2 separate regions of the Zea mays genome follow, and region 1 is linked to region 2. Evidence: chromatin contacts called from public Hi-C data. All regions are on one chromosome and are shown on one strand. Each heading gives the region's core, a stretch centred on a gene start, on an enhancer-like site or on the middle of the called end of the contact. The rest is flanking DNA. Distances are from core to core; before and after follow the strand shown. Region 1 holds the start of LOC103637688 (disease resistance protein RPM1). Region 2 holds the start of LOC100216593 (Eukaryotic translation initiation factor 3 subunit B).

Region 1 (2,700 bases), core at 141-2,640, 650 kb after region 2:
TGAGATATCACGGAAGTACCTTCCCCTCATTGCATCAATTTTCCCTTGCTTGATAGTTGATTTCCTGAAGACAACATGGCTTGGTCTCCAGGGCCGATCTTCGGCATCTTCATTCCCGCTTTCTACATCAAAGCTTTCACTATCACTGGAACCTTCAGATATTCCAGCTAACATCTCATGTGCAATCTTCTCTGCGTTGGTTTTTTCCATAGCTTCATAAAACTTGGACAGCGTCGGGTCAACAATCTTCTTCTCGTCAGCCATTAAGACGATGGTCGTTGGAATGTCGAAGCTTGAAATTCAATTAAACTCGACAAAGCAAGAAAGTTTAAAACGACAAGCACAATGCAAGCAACTGAAATGGCATAAGAAATGCTTTCAATACAAGCTCCTATTTATATGTCCAGCGCCCCACGGTTTGGTGGGTCCTGCATGTCAGTGTCATTTGCTATTCTAGCGAAGGGAAGGTGTTTTTTTAGACCTTCGGCTAAAGGCCTTCGTTCACGTCGCAGTCTAAATTTGTCACAAAGAAACAAATTAATATAGCGAGGGGCTACTGTTGGGGGCCTTCTTCCTCCGAAGGTCCTCAAAAACACGACTAATCATATGTTTCTAGTGTGACATGGGTTATTTCATAGTGGAGCTTCGGCTTCGGATGAAGGTTTTCTCTTATGACAAGATGGAAATACAATCCGAAGGTGATGAAATTGGACGACGAAACTATAGCCAAAAAGCTTCGACTTGAAGTGATGACGAAGACCAAGTACGATGATGGACGAGAAGGGACAAAGACTACTTAATCCCTAATATTTCATATTATGTTCATAGATGAGTGTTAAGGGTATAAATGTATTTTCACTCGGGTTGCGTCTCGTGCCTATAAATAGATGAACAGTAGCACCGTACTGTTCACGCTGGATTGTATTCACTTTCTCGCATCCTCACCTCCGAGCAAGACGAAGGTATTATTGTAATATTAACATTGTTGATATTTATTTATGTTTTATAAAATGCAAGAATAAATGAATTAAGATATGGTTATCACACTTATTCCTTCGTATTCTTATCCTTGTATTAGTATGATGAAGGTACGTCCTTCTCCACCTTCGTCTGAAAGACATTATAGTTGTAAGGAGATAATGCCTCGAAGTACAAAGGTTTTTTATGATTAATAATTGTGTTTCCTTGTTCTTAACTCACAGTATTTGAGAACAAGTGACCACCAAGGACGGTGATGGCTGTGATGGTGGCCGGACTGGGTGCTGACGGCTGGGAGTTGGGAGAAGTGAGGGAGAAAAATCTAACCCTGATACTATGTAAGGTTGTGTAGACTGTTTGTATAGAGTGGTTACATATAAATAGACTTGGAATCTTAACCTAATGGACCGAGGGCAGTGGTGTCAACCCACACATAGGACTAGTTTGGGAAAAAACGGAGGTGGTTGAAGGGTTAAAATCTCCTTATTTAAAAATAAAGAAGAGAATTTTAGTGCTGCATTGCCCTTACACGGTGTCTAACATCTGCTTGTGGACTTTGACTCGTACTTCAGCGACCCGAGCCCCCGACAATCCCTCGCCGAATTCCAGAATCCAGAGCAAGGGTATCACCTCGACCTCAGTTACTGATCGGAGCCGCTCCTGGCGCTTGGTTTCTATTGGATGCGGTGAGTTCCTTTGTAACCCCTCTCAGATCCCCTCCAAGCTTAAAGACCATATAGAAACACAATCCGTATTCAGCTGTTAGCTTAAAGCTTATTGAATGGTTGGACTGGCTCCAAGATCCAACGTCATCTTCTAGGATTTATAGCATTGTGCTAATTTTTGGGAAATTGAAGGGTCAGTTTAAACTAAAAAAACTCGGATTTACAATAGCATAGCTAAACCAACTCTTCTTTTTTCTTGGTGAGTTGGTGGACTGTCGCTTATGAAGTTCTCCCTTTTTCCAATCATGCTGAATAAGAGAGGAAACTCGGAACTTGCTAACTTACTGTTTCTTGTGTTCATTAAGTTGTATGTAGCCTTGTAGCTAGGTGTACAATTTACCAAGCTCATGAAATATTCGATGACCATTCCCTCCAAGTCCAACCACAAAAAGTGATGTTTATGGTTGTCTAATGTCAACCACTCCAAACTTTAACTATTATTTACTTTTTTATATATTGAGCTTCAATGTTTGAAAGAGCAGAATTCTCTTTAAAAATAGTTTCATAAAAATTCACATTTTCTATATTTATAGTTATATTAGAAGAAAAGGTAGAGGCCAAACTTTGGAACTTGATTTCATACAACTTCAGAACGAGGGAATGTCATCTAGGATCCCACCCTATTCATCAAATTTGTGATTACTGCATTCGGGCATGATAAGTTCTAAACTTTCCTTGGATCCATAAATTAGTATATGTGCAGTCGTGTACTAGCTAATTTGTAACACATTATGCTTCGTTTTCATGTACACCTTCACCATTCTAGTTTTCAATAGGTAAAGTTGTGGATCCTAAAATTTACAGCTAGGCATAGCCTTATATGTGCACTACAGAAGTAATGTCTATTTTTATTTTTTTGCATAATTATAGAATAAGTTGTCATGTGCTTGTCAAAACAGGGTGTGATGCAGTTAGGGGCACCAAAGAAATTGAACCATCAGTTCGATAAGAGTACATAAAAGGTAGAGACAATATTTTACTTTTGTCCTACATATAC
Region 2 (2,700 bases), core at 8-2,507:
CTTTTATCGCTCCAATTTGGCTGTAGATCTTGCGTATGACATTCTCAAGCTTCTCAAACTTTTCTGGAGGAACAACTGGCAGATTGTCCACGACAATAATGTTGGACAAACCCATTTCAAGTTCTGGAAGATCCTCACCACGAAGTACCTCCTCGTCATCACTGCAAATTGTAGGGATATTATAAGCAAATAGCAAGTAGCAACAAGCAACGCTGAAAACAAATCAAGGATACTGTAACCCAGAAAATCATATAAAAGTCATCTGTACTAAATGCATATCTCAGAGCACTAAAGATTTACATTCTCATCGTGCTGGCAAGCAAAGGTATTGTCTATGCAAAACTGGTATTACTGCACCTGATTAACCTTTGTGTGGGCATGTATGGTTTCCTTCCTAAGACGCCACAACATATCTAAGCTTAGTCACTCGAATCGAAGAACTAAGTAACTAACCTTAGGCGGAAAAGTTAGGCAAGTTGTGGCGTCTTAAGCATGAAACCAAACAGGCCTCTAGCCTACTATTTCGTGAACTATGCTTACTGCACAAAATGAGCAGTCATAACAATATACTAGCAGCATATTAAACGAGACAGTCAACAATTCGGCACAAACCAGCATAAATGCTTGCAGCTGCAAACAGCAAATCAAGACTACATAGTTTTATATGATATCAGATTCTTTTGGTATTTGCCAGAGTAATATGTAAAAATAGGCGTCAGATTGACGCCCACCACAAACACAAAAAATCTAAAAACGTCTTTGGCAACCACAACACACTAGTACCAGTCCAACCACAACGGAGTACTGTCAGTCCCGAAAAAACAATCGCTCAAATTTGCTCTGCACATCAGCTGATGCCAGGACCTAGAACAGAACACACTAATATTGCACCAAACCTACAAAATCCCACCGTAGACGATCGCATCTGCGAAAAGCAGAATTAGGGCAACCAAGGCCACCACATATTAAGCGCGCTAAGCTGGCGCCTGTCACTGATTGGGACCTGACGTGAGGCGGCGCGTGCGTCTACCTGACGATGCCGAAGTCCTCGCCGGCCGGGAGGGTGATGGAGTCCAGATCGACAGCGGAGAGGTCCACCCCGAGATCCCGCGCCCGCGCCTCGATGCCCTCCATGGATACTGAGAGCGCCATCTTCTCTTACATACGACGCCTGAAACCCTCAGAGAACGAGGGATTCCTGCGCGCTGTGGTGGTGGAGGCGGTGGCGGCGGGGCGTGTACAGGAGTGCGGCGGCGCGTGTAGAATGGATGGAGGGTTTTGGTTTTGAGTCGCGAGTCGAGACTCTTCTTCTTATGACTACACGACTACACAGATGACAGGTGGGCCATGGAGAGGATCCCGATCTGCCTCTTAAGCGCTAGTTTGGGAACCACATTTTTCCAAAAGATTTAGGAATATGGATGAAAACATGACGGGAAATTTCCGTACCGTCCCGTTTCGAATACTATTTTTTCCCGATCGTTTTCGAATTGTTCAGGAACCGATTAGAAACGGTACGAAAACAATTTAGCTAGTTTTTCGATCGTTTTCGTATTTTTCGTTTCCGAGTCATGCTAATACCGTTTTATATAATATGAGATAGATCTAGCATATAATTTATTTAAGTTATAAACTTTTGTTGTGTTCAAGTGAATGAATAAGCAAAAAGCAAATGTTATAATTACTCTAACTAATATGAATGATGAAAAAGAGTTGTTTGTGTATTTCTAAATCTTAAAAATTAGGCAATACATCACTTTATTATATTTTTGATAAAACTATAAAATAGTTATCTTTCCGACTATAGTTTATCGTTTTCGAATAACCGACAATTCCGATCCCGTATTTCTACGGTTGATTTTCATTTTCGTCCCGACCAAAAAAATATGAAAACAAAAACAATTTAGCTGTTTTTTCGATCGTTTTCGACCGTTTTCATCCCTATTTAGGAAAATATGATTCCTAAACTAGCCTTAAGAAAGTTTTGTGAGCATGTTTTGCATTTGACAGATGGTAAACAAATTTTGACCCATAAAATCTAACCAGCTTTATGAACAGAGGATAGTCGTAGCAATATATGGACACCTTACTGTATATTTTAAGGTATGTAAACATTTATTTTTAGTGACGCTAACAAAAATATATAATGTTAATTGGTGTTTTTATAACAATGTATTTTATTATATTAGATAAGAAGAGAAATAAGAGATCGTGTCTCTTTATTTTTTATACTTATGAACCAATTTGATATGTCAATTGAAAGGTCCAAATTTCTATAACAAAGATGTGGTCACACTAAATATACACCTCGTAATACCATGCATTCAATCTCGTATTAAGTAAACACTAAAAACAAAAACAAACTGGATTTTCTCTTCCTAGAAAGTAACAAAACTACTCTCATTATGCTAAACATAACAAGTGTAAGATTGAAAGAAAAACAATTACACAGTTGCTTAAATGGTTATACTAATCACAGCACAAATAAATCAGAGTTGGGGAGAGCGTGAAGTGACACTTTTCCTACATTAGGCTTGGACTATGTCCTATCCAATGCTTTTAGCCTTTGAACATCACCAAGGACCCATGAATCATTGCGCTCTAATTGCACTATTGCAGTCTCCAAATCCTTATGTGGGTGTTCCATCACTGCCCGATAGTCCATTTCCCTAAGAATGAACATTATATGAACTTAGCAAC

The links. A called contact is a pair of places that touch in the nucleus more often than the background predicts.
Region 1: a contact with region 2 is called in a Hi-C map of leaf, with 4 times the contacts expected there. The contact joins the promoter of LOC103637688 here to the promoter of LOC100216593 in region 2. A contact is called at or near these places in 5 of 25 Hi-C or Micro-C datasets (ear, endosperm, leaf and 1 more).

Annotation. Positions count from the first base shown.
Region 1 is chr1:98,883,323-98,886,022 of Zm-B73-REFERENCE-NAM-5.0, forward strand. It overlaps LOC103637688 (disease resistance protein RPM1), which reads left to right and starts at 1,391. Exons shown (of 3, transcript XR_004855284.1): 1 at 1,391-1,664.
Region 2 is chr1:98,231,006-98,233,705 of Zm-B73-REFERENCE-NAM-5.0, forward strand. LOC100216593 (Eukaryotic translation initiation factor 3 subunit B) reads right to left here and starts at 1,258. Exons shown (of 11, transcript NM_001360043.1): 1 at 1,031-1,258; 2 at 1-161. The coding sequence starts at 1,152.